2 separate regions of the Sus scrofa genome follow, and region 1 is linked to region 2. The links are chromatin contacts, called in public HiChIP or PLAC-seq maps. All regions are on one chromosome and are shown on one strand. Each heading gives the region's core, a stretch centred on a gene start, on an enhancer-like site or on the middle of the called end of the contact. The rest is flanking DNA. Distances are from core to core; before and after follow the strand shown.

Region 1 (6,860 bases), core at 4,280-6,779, 610 kb after region 2:
GGGGTAAAACCACCCGCCTGGGATCCTCTCAGGGAACCATTGCCCAGAGGGCTCAGAACACGCCTGTGGGAACCCGGTAAACAAACGCCCCAGGAAAGAGCCAGCGTGTGACTAAGAAAATTCTCACGGGGGCGGGGGGCCGGGGAGTGAGTCCGTGTCCATCCGCCGATCCCCTGGGCTCAAGGGCCAGGGCGGTACCTCCATCCCAGCCCCCGGACGCCCAGCAAGCACTGAAGGCACGTCTGCAGGCTGCCTTTGCTCTTGTCCCTTCGTGTCCTCTGTTCTAGCATTCTTCCGTATTCTAATGACACCAAGCTCTTGTCACCTTAAGGTTATTGTAACAGTTGTCACTGATGTTTATGGAATACTTGCCACACGCCAGGCCCTGAGATAAGAGCTTGGCACAGTGTATCACACTGCCGCCTTACCCGGTGGGTAGCGAGCTTGGAGAGGTTAGCCTGTCTGGGTTATTCGGGCAGAGTGGGGTGGACCCCCGCCCTCCCTCTTGACCTTGACAAGCAGGAACACGCGGGGGTCGCCACTGCCTGCTGTGCTCCGTTACAAAGCGAAGCTGCCCACGCACGGGGAGAAGCCGGCCACCTGCGCGTCCTCCCCCAGCTCCAGGCCAGACCAGGTCTCCTTGGAGGCCCGAGGCCAGAACCCATCAGAGCCCCGATAAAGCTGAGCTCGTGCCGGGGGGTGGGAGGTACAGGCATCTTGAGGAAGCCGTATATATTCAGCATTGTGTTACCTGCCAGGTGGGTCAACTCCCTGCCCAGCTTAAAAAGTGACCCCTAGGAACCTCCCCAGCGTGGGAGGAAGCACCCTGAGGACATCTGTCCCTGTGCCTCGTGGGCAGAGGAGGCGCTTGCCAGGTGGTTTCCTGGCCCAGATCTAGACGCCTTTCTTTTGCTTGTCTAGCAAACCATTGGACTCCTGCTAGTACCAGCTGCTGTGCCAGGGCCAGGCGATGAGAAAGATCCTGTCCACCGAGGCGGACAAGTGTGTCAGACAACTTCACAGGTGGCGACAAAGGCCGTGGCAGAGGTGTGTGCCCAGTCGCTGTGTGAGGTTGGCAGTGGACCCTGCCCTGATTTTCACGCTGCCTGTGAGGATGTTCTGATAAAGCCAGCAGCCAGGTCTTTGTGCTGTTGCAAAATGACCCGTTGGCAGTAATTCTGCAACAGCCAAACGTGACCTATGAGGAACTGGGCTCGAGTTTCACAAGGATTTTCTGGGAAATGAACGGGCGTGGAGAGAGAGCACAGTCCCGCTCCGCAGTGGCTGCTGGGAGAGGCGGGAGGCCTGGACCCCGCAGGGCCCTTCAGGGCACTGGGCAGGGCCTCCTCCCACGTGGGGGCAGCTGGGCTGAGGCCAGAGAGCCCTGGGTGCTGTGGCTTCTCCCAGGAAGAGCAGTTTTCACCCTGAGGAGGCCTGAAAGGAAAAGGCTGCCCACACCTGGCCTGAGCTACCTGTGAAGCTCCCGGAGGCCGTTGCTGCCGCAGAAGTCTAGTCAGCTTCCCATGTGCCTGGAGAACTTTCGGAGAGCATCTCTAGGTCCTGGAAAAGCAGGGCTCTGAAAGGTGGACTTGGCCGGCAGAGGCAGCTCAGAAAGTAGAACCACGGGATGTAGTCAGGTTTGGACACCCACTGGCCTTGCTGCCTTGCCGTCAACTCAGCTCACCTGGAAGGAGGCCTAATCCAGGCTGTTCTGGCCTTGGGTCTAAGGTGGAGTTGAGGGTGGCACCTGGAAAGGACTGATGCTGTCACTCAGCTTGAGTCTGAGAGCTTTCCTTGGTCCAGAGATGCAGGGGTCGAGGTGGGGGCGAGAGCCACCAGTCTCCCTGCTCGCCACCCCTCCAGGGTGTGGAGGGAGAGCCGGTGTGCCCTGGAGATCGGCTGTGTGTGTCTAGGAGGGTCGCGACAATGCTGGGGAAGCCCAGAGGCTCGGGACGGGAATAAATCCGTTTAAACCACTCTGAACCTAGTTCATAAAACGGCGAGTCAATATTTTAAAAGTCGCATTACTGGTGAAGAGCTCTGCCAGACTCAACACACCGCGTCCCAGTGGGTGATAAGACAAGTGTTAGTTCAGTGGAAACAGCCCAGGCGTGGAAAGAGAGGGGGTTTTTTGGTTTTTTTTTTTTTTTTAATCTGCTAGCTTTCATACTGAGAGTGAGGAGGGCTGCTCTGGACAAAAGTGCTCATCTCTCAGGGGGCCAACAAGTGAGCCCCAGCCACATTGTCGCCAGCGCTGGATCTAAGTCATGCCTGTGTAGAGGCAAGGAAGAGTTTCATTGGAGCACATTTAGCATGCCCCATCAGGCTGGCAGAAGCTGACCTAGGTTCCGTCTGTTGAGTTCACCTGCCTGCCTGCTTTCCAGCAGGGAGAACTGAAGGGGAGCTGCAGGAGCCAAACCCCACTCCTAGGCCCTTCTGGAGCCCACTTCCGCCTCTACAAACAGGCCTGTTTTCCCTGTAACATTTTTTTATTTGTATTTTTTTTTAAATGAATCTTTCTTTTTTTTTTTTCTTTTTGGCCAAAGCATGTAGCGGCTCGATGTGGGATCTCAGTTCCCAGACCAGGGATTGAACCCAAGCCGCAACAGTGAAAGCACCAAATCCTAACCACTAGACCACCAGGGAACGCCCCCCTTTTGCATCTTCTGTGGAACACCAAGCAAATCATGTCTCTGAAGTGCCACGTTCATTCCCCAAACAGACATAGTTGAGAAAGCATTGGCCATCACAGTCCGTGGCCCGTCTGAGCCAGGTGGAATGGCACCTACACGTGCCCTTGGCCCTGGGACACAGAGCCGGGCAAGGCCTGGTCCCCAGACTGGAAATCTGGCCTCAAAAGAGATAGTCGCAATCCAACAATGAGTTCTGGGGCTAGAAGAGCCCAGAGGGCCTGGGCCAACGAGGGGGATGCCTTGAACTGAGATTCAGCGGAGGTGGGTTAGGGCGTGGCAGGTGAGGGAGCAGCAGAGAGGCCCCGGGGGGGGGGGGTCCTAGGAAGTGTGGGTGCCCATTCCCCCCAGGGGAAGCCCAAAGAGGCTGGCAGCTTCCTCGTGGCCGCGGGGAGAGCTGGGCTGAGGCTGGCGTCAGGTCAGCGGGAGGTGCCAGGGCCACAGGAGCTGCAGCCTTTGACACAAGACGCCAGAGTGCCCTTAGCTCGGCGCCTTTACATGGCCAGGGCTGGGCCTCCTGACAGGATGGAAGCCAGCAGGGGAAGCAAAAATGCCCGAATTCTTTGCCCGGCGCAGAGGTGGGTGAGAAAACACCCTCGTGGGACAGACTAGCGGGGCTCGGGTGAGGCTCGCCCGTGGGGCTCGGCGGCTCGCAGGGCAGGATGTCTACGGGTCACGACGGCCACGGCCCCAAAGATGACTCTCCGCTCCCCCGTGACCCTCCGCAGCACGTTTCCGCAGGTGGAACAGGAGAAGCGTTAGCAAAAACGAGGTGCACAGATGCAAGAGGCAGAGCCTGTGAGCCAGTGGCAGGCGAACTAGAGCCGTGGGAGGGAGCCAGCTCGGCGCTTGTGCTCATCCCAGGGGCAGCACCGCGACCAAAAGGAGGCCGGAGCCCCAGAGGCAGACGGGAGGAGGCGTCCACGTGGGGAGGGAGCCCCAGGCCTGTCCTCTTTGTCCCGCTGAGCAGGAGACAGGCGGCGGGAAGGCAGGGTTATGGAGGTGGCCCTGCCCGGCCCGAAGGCGGGCTTCCGTGTTGCCCTGTGCGGTGTGCCAACATCAGACACGGGGGCAGGGAGCAGCCGCTGCCCGTCCCTCTGAGGTTGCCAGGGAGATGGCGAACTAGGTCGAGATGAGTGACTTCGGCTCTGCAGCTGCTGCAGCCCTTGCTGAGGACAGGAGGTGCCCTTGACAATCAGGAGGAAGGACGTAGGGAAGCGGTGGACCGCCCCAGGTGCCACCGTGGCCCAGAGTTGACTCTCGCTGTCAGCAGAGCCCTTGGCCGGTCACTGCAAGGAAACCTTGGCGCCCAGTCCTTAGGAGAGGACCTTAGGGTGAAGAGGAACCCCGCAGGGGCCGCTGCAGCGACTGGAACCCTCATGCAGTCTGCCCAGCTATTTCCCAAGGTGGTTTCACAGCCAGATGGCTTCCCCGCCAGGACACGTCCCACCTGTGCCTTGCACCCGTCCTTCTCCTCCTGGGGTCCCCCGCGCAGTGCCCGTAGGAGGTCGGTGTGTCGGGGCTCAGGCCCCACTGCTCCAGCTGATTCCCACAGTGGGCAGAGAAGCAGCCCCCGGGCAGCTTGCTGCACCCCCTGTGGGCCTCCCTCCACGGGCCCAGCTGCCCACTCAGCTGCCCACCGGCTGGCCCGAGGTGGCATTGCTGCGCTGGGGCCGGGGCGGGAGAGAGACACACGCTCTCCCTTTGTGGCAGAGAAGCCACCACTGACCTAAAGCACTGGGATTCCCATTCCAGATGGACACATGAGCTGCCCTTCCTCCGCTCACAGCACCAGGCCTGGCCCCCCCTCCCGTCACAAGATGGGGACAGAGGACAGACCTTAGAGTCACAAAGCCCAGTCTCCAGACCACAGCCCCGCCACATTCTCTCATCTCCATGGTCACTGTCCTTGGCTTCTCAGACACTCGGTTTCCCTCTGCATAGATTTAGGGCTGACCTGCCACTTCCCATGCGGGGTTTTGTGAGGACTCAATGAAATAATGTGCCCAGAAAGCCTGGCCTGAGACCAGCCTGTGGTGGCCGTGTGGTGGGGGGGGTGGCCCTGCCCAAGGGGAGCTGCTCCCCAGAGGCCCTGGGGCCAAAAGTGTCTCGGAGGTGAGCAAAGCACGCTCAAATGCTCAGGAACGCCTGCCTTTGTGCCTTGTCCTCTGCTACCCAGCTGCCTTTTGTCGTGTGTGCGGCAGGGGGGGACCCGTGTATCCAGAACACACTTCTCTCTCAAATATTTGGGGGCCTAAAGCCTAATTTCCAAATCAAAAGTGACCAACAAGTGGTCATCGTCAGTGATGGCCTTGCCAGCCCCTACGGAGCTTATCCAAGCTCTGTCCTTTATCCTAGGCTGCAGAACCAGCCCCTGCTGCTGGGCTGGGGTCCACGCGGGGCAGATAAGCCATTGGAGGGCCCTATGGTGGCTCCCAGAGGTGGCCTGGCTTCTGTGCGTCTTGGCTGCACCTCCTCTGGTCAGCGGTTCTAATTCCAGTTAGACAGCAGCGAGGAGTGGCAGAAGCCATGTGTGTCCCCACCGCAGTGGAGCCAGCAAGCCCTAGTGACCCAGCTCTGCCAGGCCGCTCAGCACAAACTGCGCCCCGGTTCTGCTTTGGGGGAGTTTTTTGTCCACCAGCTCAGCCCAGGGCCACTGCCCCACGCAGGCCTGCTGGTGCCTTGAAGAGCAGAGCCCTGAACCTCGGGAAGGGAGCGAGGCTTCTCCAGCTTTACGCTGACAAAGGGCTTTCTGCCTGTCAACCGGCTCCCCGCATGTCCCCTCCCCACTCCCTACCGCAGCCGCTGGGCCTCCCTTTGGCAGGGCCCCGGCCTCTCTGAAGCGGAGCCTCTGGAGACTTCCTCTAGAGCTAGAAAAACAAGCAGCTGAAACGTGCCTCCTGCTGCAGCTGGGCCCCGCCTGCTGAGCCTATAGAAAGGCCTGGAGTGGATTCAGCCTCCCCGAAGAGGAAACCTGGCTCCGGCCTCACCCACGGGGCCTGTTATGTCTGGCTCCAGAGGCCTGCTCCTCTGGGCTTTTCCGTGCCTGTGAACGCGGCCCCATTCATTTCCCTGCGGTTTCATGGGAAGGTCCAAAGCGCTCAGCAGGTTGCAGTCAGCCCAGGAGGAGAGGGGTCAGCGAGAGGCCCGAGCCGCAGCCGCAGCACCCTCGGCGCAGAGGCCTGCAGCAGGGTGCCTGCTGCCGTGGGTGGGCGCCCCCTCACCGCCCCCAGGCCACTCTGCCGGCAGCTCCCTCTCTCCAGGCCTCCCCCTTTCAGGCTCACAGGCCACCAGCTCCACCTCGCTCCCTCCCCCGCCCCAGCCCAGCTGCTCCCACTTCTGTCTTCATTGGCTCCAGACTTCCCACCTCCCCTGCTCCGACTCCCTGGGCCCTTGCATTTTCCCACCACATCCCACTCAATTTGGGGGCGCCAGGAGAGCAGCGGGTCCCCTCCAGGGTGGTCACAGCCTCGGGCTGTCAGCCGCAGTGAACCCCCCCCCGCCCCCCACCCGCTCGGGCACGCTGCTCTCAGGAGGGCCCAGCAGCTGCCTTCACGGCCAATGCAAAGCCCAAGGACTCCCGGCCCGCGGTGAGTGCCCAAGTGGGGAAAATGCCGTCTTTAGAAGAAATGGATTTGCCGCTGGCAGGGAGCAAATTCTTATCAAATTTCCAAGTTAGTAGTTTTCACCAGGAGCTAATTGAACTAGCTCCGTAAGTGGCCTGATTCCATTTGCATGAGACTCCGCAGAGCTGCGACAAGTGCCTGGTGGCTGAGGGGAAAGAGGCTGTTCTAGTCTCTCAGTTGGTTTTGGTCTTTGAAAAGCGATGCATTTTCAGGGTTGGGCGGCAGCCATGCCACTCTGCCCTGGCTGCCCAGCTCTGTGATCCTTTCCAAAGCCACCTTCTGAGCGTTCTGGGTGGGGAAGGGGTGGGCTGAGTCTCTCATCTGGTTAGGCTGGTAAAATGGATCTGGAAAGGGAACGTTGTGGAGGCCCAGCCCCTCTTGCCCGGCAGGGCGGAGAGGTCAGGGTCGAGGCGGAGGAGAGGCCCAGGCCTGGCAGGGCGGGACTGCAGCCTGCCGTCAGCATCAGCGCCGCGCAGGCCTGAGACCCCCGGCACATCACCAGCCGCCCCCCTCGTCTAAGGCAGTTCTAGGGGAGCGGAGAGCA
Region 2 (6,869 bases), core at 2,309-4,808:
CCCAGGGGTGGCCTGGCCGAACCGCACCCAGGCAGGGCCCAGTAAACACGGATCGCATCATCATAGCACAGACGCCAGGGGCAGGCACAGGAGTGGAGGAGGGGACCAGGAACCGGAGCAGAGTGTGCGAGCAGGGCCTCGTGTCTCCTCCCGCAAGGCAGGTGGCCAAGCGCGACTGAGATGTCCTGGGCGACTGCAGGGGAGGGGCCTGGGACGGTGCCGCCACCTGCTCCTTGTTACCAGAGCAGGAGCCCAGGTTGAGGCCTGGTGAGCAATGAGACTGGAATCCAAAAGGGGGCCGTCAGATGGGAACAAGGGCCTCTCTCTGGGAGAGAAATCCCAAGGGCTGTGCAGCGCACTTAGGCCACCACCGGGCCCTCGCCGGGCGGCCCGAAGCCAGGCGGCGACCTTTCCTCCGCTGGGACTGGTTCCCTTCCGCCGCGGAAAGGAGCAGCCCCGGATCACAGCGGAGGGCGCCGCCCAGCAGGCAAGGGGCGGCGAGAACAGCGCCGGCGGGTCGGGGGCATCCTCCACCCTGCCCAGCCCCGCTGTCTCCATGGCGACGGCGACCTCTCCGCGGAGGCGGGGAGAGCTGGAGGCTGGAGGGAGAGTTTCTGCCGGTTGCTATGCAACGGCCCGATGACGTCAGGCGATTGAGTTTGGTTCCCAAGGTAACTGGCCGGGGCAGCAGGGCCGGGAACTATTTGTGTCTGTCCCCAGAGGGTCTGCGGAGCCCCCGGGGTCTGGCGCAGCTGAGGAAATGCGCTCCTGGCCGGCGGGCAGGCGGGGGACGGAGCACAGAGGCCCTTTCAGCTCTCGGAGGCCGGCGACCCAGGCAGGGCGGGGTCTGCGCCCAAAGCAGGGCTCCCCAACTTGGCTCCCCGCTGCCCGGGTTTTCTCCCCACTCCTGCCCAGGAGGCCCCTGGACGCCAGGCTTTGTCTGACTTATAAACGCTCTCCTGGGTAAACTCCCTGAAGAAAAGCGCTTCTGTTTGTAGCAGTCTGGCCCCGCACTGTCACCCTCACTGGCACACAGTAGGCGCTCAGCATGGCCTTCCTGTGGGCCCGTGGACATTCACTCCCCTTCCAGAGTACATGAGATGCCTCTGGCACTCGGAACCCCTTGTCAGGTTGGGATCTCCAGCGCCTTGGAACCTGTCCTCCTGGCCTGGTGAGAGCAGATCAGCAGGTCAGGTTCCATAATGTGGGGGTCACAGTACAAAAATAAAATGAGAGGCCCCTTGTTCAAAAATGACTGCGGGAGTTCCCCTGTGGCACAGTAGGTTAAGGATCTGGCTTTTGGCACTGCAGCGGCTGGGGTCACTGCTGTGGTGTGGGTTCAATCCCTGGCTGGGGAACTTCCACATGGCATGAGTATGGGGGAAAAAAAGAAAAAGAAAAATGAGCGCAGGACAAGGGAAAAGCTAGGGAACAGACCCTCGTCCTGCCCACTGAGAGTAAACTGCGAGAGTGAAAGTGACAAGTACATGTGTAAACTGAGGCAGGTGGCACCAGTCACAGAGGAGGGAGGCTGAGGTTCCGAGCCGGAGAGGAAGGAGGTGAGGGACAAGACACTGCGGGAGCAGAGAGAACGTGACGGGTGAGAAGGCAGTGACCTAAATTTGGGCCCAAGACCTGGCCCAGGCCAGCCTGGGGGACCCTCGGGACTCAGCCGTGTAACTAGGTCTCAGGACTTAAGTGACACAGTCTATCCAGGCCTCTCAGGCTCCTCCCTCCTAATGGTACCTGTCACAACAGGGTAACACCCAAGCCTCTGACAGCCTGTCTCCAGGCCAGGCTGGACTCAGAGACACGGTATCTGAACCCAGGCCACAGAGAACAAGCTGAGCATCCAGAGCAGCTGTTGGCGAAGGAGCCAGGGCGCCCTGCCTGTCCCACCCAAGCCAGGCATCTGCCCCCTCCGGGCAAATCTTCATGTCTCTTATCAACAGTCTGACAGCTTGGATGGCAGGCGGCATCTGGCCTCTCTCAGAGAGTGGCCCCGGGGCTGGCTTTCCCGGGCAGTGCGTCTCCACAGCCCGATCCTCTCTTGAAAAGAGCCTCCAGCTCTCGTCCTCTCCTCCTCTCTGGACGAACCCGACTCTGTGATCTCAGTTTCACACACAGGACCTGTTCAAGGACTCACCCGGGGAGTTCCCCTTGTGGCTTAACAGGTTAAGAACCTGACTAGTATCCTTGAGGACACGGGTTCAAACCCTGGCCCTTGCTCAGTGGGTTAAGGCTCCCTCATTGCTGCAAATGGCTCAGAGCTGGCTTTGCTGCGGCTGTGGTGTAGGCCGGCAGCTACAGCTCGATTCGACCCCTATCCTGGGATTTCCATATGCCGCAGGTGTGGCCCTAAAAAAAATAAATAAATAAAAGGAGTCACCCAGGTCCACTTCTCCTCCCACCTCTCCCAGATGGTCTCTGGGAAACGATCCTGGCCCGAGGAACCAGAGCTGGTGAGCAGAACCAGCTACCTAACATATGGCGCCCAAGTGCAAAACGAAAACACAAAGCCCCTTGTTCAAAAAGTACCAAGAACATCAAGACAGGGACCGTGAGCTGTGGTGTAGGTCGCAGACACGGCTCGGATCTGGTGTTGCTGTGGCTGTGGTGTAGGCTGGCAGCTACAGCTCTGATTCAACCCCCAGCCTGGGAACCTCCATATGTCGAGGATGCGGCCCTAAAAAGACAAAAAAAAAAAAAAAAAACCCAAAAGACAAAGGCAAAAAAAAAAATCTTTCCCTGTTGAAAGCACCTCTCTGGCTGCGGGGAAGAGAATGGATTCCCCGCATGTACCTCCCACCATTTGGCACGTTAGCCCCTTGGCCTGATTGTTAGTTTCAACCTGTGTTCGTGCGGCAACTTCTCTGCTGCTTAAAGTTGGAAGCCAGCCCTCGGACTGTTTGGATCCTTACACTGCCTTGCATTGAGTAGGTGCTCAGTAAACACTGCCAGATGGATCAGCTGACACCTTTGTTTCTGCAGGGATCTTCACGAGTCTTGCTTCTCAGACACGCATCAGCACCGCCTGGGAGCTGGTAGGAACTAAAGAATCCCAAGCCCCACACAGACCTCCTCCATCAGAATCTGCAATTCTGCAGGGTAACAAGATCTTCCAGAAATTTGCATACATGGGAAGGTTTGAGAGGCACACACTTCTAGAGAGTAGAATAACCAGAGGACCAGACCAGGAGGTGTGGGAAGGAGGAGGGGAGCCAGGAGGCAGGTTTGGGTGCATACAGTGGGCTCATCTAAGGATCGCTGTTACGAGTGGCAATCTCCCTGGGTCACTGAGTCTGAGTAATAAAGCTCTCTTCTATGTGGCAGACAATGGTTTCTCAATCGTTTATATGCATTAACTAATTTAGCCTTCACTACAGCCCTAGAGAGTGGTACTATTCGGATCATTGTGTCCATACTGCAGGTACAAACACTGAGGCCCAAGGAGGTTGAGATTATTCCAGAATCTTCAGCAGGTACACACATATGGCTGTACCTGGTGTTTAGGGCAGGGTCTGTTCTGATTGGTCCCTGCCTGTCCTACTGGTTATTCAATGTTTTGAACGTTGCTCTGGTTACACAGCTGGATGGAGGAGGCAGGATCCAAACCAGTCCACTGGGCTGGAGCCGCACTCCAAATCACGATCTTTTATCCGTCTAGCGCCATCGCCACCTAGAAACAGCACGCCTCAGGGACAAGCAATGTGTGTCGAAGTGCTTCGTAAGCTGGGCAGCGCAGTATAAATGCCAAAGGGATTCCTCCGCAGCAGAAGTGAAAGAAGCCTGTGAAAATAGGAGAAGCTGGGCTGTGTGAGGGCAGAGGAGAGTCTGCTGCGGAGAAACAGGATTCTCTGTGCTTGCTCAAGGGAGTAACTGAGGCAAGAAGGAAAAACTTCCCCGAGGAGAGCTCCAGGATCCGCGCAGGGAGGCTGGACTCGCCAGAGCCCAGCAGGCGCTAAGCAGATTAGCCCAGGCGTGTCCTCGCAGACGGACTGCGCCCTCCTGATATCACCCACCAGGGGGCGCTGCTCCCCAGCCTTCGTCCCACTGGACCCCACCTGCTCTCGGGAAACTAGGACTTGGAAGGAGTCCTAGTGAGCAAGCACCAGGGACTTTGAGAAGTGGAAAAGGAGGGAAGGCAGGATGGAATGGGGGCTTATACCACTTTCAATCCCCAAAACACCCCTACGGAGGAGCTCTTGTGCCTACAGATGAGCAGCATCTTTGAGGCCCAAAGATGCTGGGTAAGATCCCCCAAACCAGGAAATTAGAGAGAAGCAGGGCTAGGTCATTTGATTCCAACCTCACTTCCCAAGGGGACCACAAGTACATGGCAGCCCGTCTGACCCCGTCCTGTTGCTGGTGTACCTGCTTCTCTGGACCCCGTTTTCTGAGTGGAGGCTAGAGCCCCTGCGGCAACTGTACTCCCACAACAGTTTCAACAGCCAGGGTTCATAAATGTAGCCCTCTTCTTGAACTTGAAACTTTTGAGGTTGTGGGCTTCTGCTTCATTGTGTCTGGCTTTCAGGAATCCCACACCTGCCACCCCAACCCAACAGCCTCCCCATTCAGGCAAAACCTGGGGTCTCTTCTGCTCCAGAATCTGGCCCTGGGCCCCCAGAACCAGGTCCTCGTCTGCATTTCCATTGGAGCCTGTGGCTGGGGCCAAACCAGGCACCCAAAGTTTTTTTCTCTGCTCCTACCAACTCCTTTTATGGCCTCTGGGGCCAGTTCCTTCTTCATAATAAGTCATAACTGGAAAAGGCCTCTGAAGTCACTGAGTCCAACTTGCGCCAACACTTTCCTTTTCTAAAGAAAGAAAAAAAAATGTCCTTACGCCTCCCGGTCTCCAGGCAGGTTCCAAAGACAAAGACAGCGCGGCAGCGTTCTGCGTGAGAAGCAAACTCCAGCCCGGGGATGGGACCTGGGCACGCACCTGTAAAGTGGGGGTGGGGGGACCCTAGCCTCTGTTTCTTCTAAGACCCTCGCCCCCAGCTCCTAGGGTTCTGCCACTAGCCGCGGGGACCAGCTAACGAGCCTCTAATTCGGCCCCCCTCGGTAGGACACTTTCCTCGCCTCCGTGCTGGGAGCTGGGGGCAGCTCGCGTGTCTAGCCGCACGTGCGTGTAAGTGATCATGTGTATGCAGAGGCGTGTGAGCCGCCGCACACGCGTCCGCGCCATTGCCTGGGTCTGTGCGCGCCCCCTATGGGCCAGCCGCCACCCGCTGCCGCAGCCGCCAAGTGGCGGTGTGCAGCGCCGCGTGTACCCGGCGTGCGCCGGCCGGGCCACCCTCCCCTCCCGGCCGAGAGCCTGGCGGGCAGCACCCGGAACCAGGACGCTTCTGGTTCTCGGTCCGCAGGCCTCCCCTTCCCGCCCAGCATTTTCTGTTTTCCCGGGCCTCCTCTCCGCCGGCGAGGAGCGCTCCGGGGCGGGGTCCGAGAGCAGCCCCACCCGGGCGGGCCGCCTAGGGTGGCAAGGGTGGCAAGGCTGGCTGGCGCGCGCCGCCCCTCCCCTGCCGCCCCCGCCCCGGCGCCCCGATGGGTTTTTCCATGACTGCATCCGGCCGCGGGCCGTCTTTGTTCCCGCGTCCCCGGCAGTGCCTGCGAGCGGGCCCGCCTCTCCCGAGCGCGCCGCAGGGCTCAACAGGAGCTTGGCAGAGCCGCCTCCCCGTCCCCGGTCCCCCCCGCCCGGGCTGAGCGGCACCCCCAGCGGGACTCCGAAGTCCCTTGCGGAGGAGCCAAGCTCTCTCCAGACGCACCGCTCTGGCCGTCCAGTCCCCGCCGCCAAGGCCTGCGGCCCCTAAGCCCCATATTTGTGCGCAAAGTTGACGGTCACCCGGCCCGAGTGCCTCTGCGCTTCGTGAGGCGCCCTTGGCGACCCCAGTTCCTCTGGGGCGGCACGTTAGGGAGCCGGGGGTGGGGGGCGGTCAGGCGGGTTCAGTGTCCGCAGAGCCCGAGCCGGGCTGCCTCTGCCTCCAGCTGATATGATACCCTCATGTTTCTCCCAAGGGGCGGGCGGCGCAGACGGGCACCCAGGCGCGCGCGCAGCCCGGCGCAGCCGGAGATCGCCGTACGAGGCCACCACGCGCGGGCATCTCCGGGGCAGAAAGTCACCCGCCCCTGCGGGAAATTGGGCACACTAGCGGACAGAAAGCACCAGAGCGCGGGGGACCCCTCTGTGATCCTGGAACCGCCCCCCGCCTCAGGGAGGAAGGAGAGAGGGGCCTGCAGAAAGGGGGGTGGAGTGAGAGGGGCGGGGGAGGCCCGAGGGAGTGAGGACAGGCCCGCGATCCCCATGAGCCCCACGGGGACTGTGTGTCCGAAGCCCGATCCTGCCCTGTCCACGCTGAGCTGCGTTCAGTTTGTTTGTGTCTGCGCGCCAAGGGAACCAATTTTCCGGCCATGCTGGCGGGAAAAGTGCAAGAAACTGTGTGTGCAAGAAACGGAGTGAGGCTTGCTGAGCTCAGCCAGAGAAGCCAGACTCCCACGGCGGCGTCCAAGCTGGGGTACAGGGGTGAGGGGGCCGTCCTCGAAGAGGAGGGGAGTCCTCGATGAAGACCGTGTCTGGCTCTGTGGGGTTTTTGGAATCCCTGGCGGGTCCCCTCCCTGCAGACTGACCACCGGAGGCAGCGTCCATTGGAGGAGAGGATGGGAGAAGGATGGAGGGGAAGCGCCGCCCAGATCCATGGAGGCCCAGAGCCCTCTTGCTGTGGCGAGTGGGAGAGAAGGGAATGTCCCTAGATCCCTTGGAGTGGCGGCTCCTTTCCCCCTGCGGCATTATCTTGTTTCCTAAGCCGTCATGGGGGAGCCCAAGTCTTCTGAACGGGCCTTTTCTCCAGGTGTGTCTTTTTTTTTTTATCCTT

Evidence for each region. HiChIP or PLAC-seq counts read pairs in DNA pulled down with a chosen protein or histone mark.
Region 1: a contact with region 2 is called in an H3K27ac HiChIP or PLAC-seq map of alveolar macrophages. The contact joins two enhancer-like sites. A contact is called at or near these places in 1 of 47 Hi-C or Micro-C datasets (embryonic fibroblasts) and 1 of 2 datasets of contacts at active chromatin or transcription factors (alveolar macrophages).

The regions. Positions count from the first base shown.
Region 1 is chr15:132,881,797-132,888,656 of Sscrofa11.1, forward strand. The region is part of intron 14 of DIS3L2 (DIS3 like 3'-5' exoribonuclease 2); the gene reads left to right. Among named protein-coding and RNA genes, the nearest start is that of ECEL1, 110 kb to the right of the region's middle. Within about 2 kb of position 5,530, at least 40 of the 83 cell types and tissues checked have an H3K27ac peak or open chromatin away from gene starts, as enhancers often do. A contact at or near this core is called in alveolar macrophages, where this site is marked.
Region 2 is chr15:132,276,588-132,283,456 of Sscrofa11.1, forward strand. No RefSeq gene overlaps it. Among named protein-coding and RNA genes, the nearest start is that of TEX44, 14 kb to the left of the region's middle. Within about 2 kb of position 3,559, at least 53 of the 83 cell types and tissues checked have an H3K27ac peak or open chromatin away from gene starts, as enhancers often do. A contact at or near this core is called in alveolar macrophages, where this site is marked.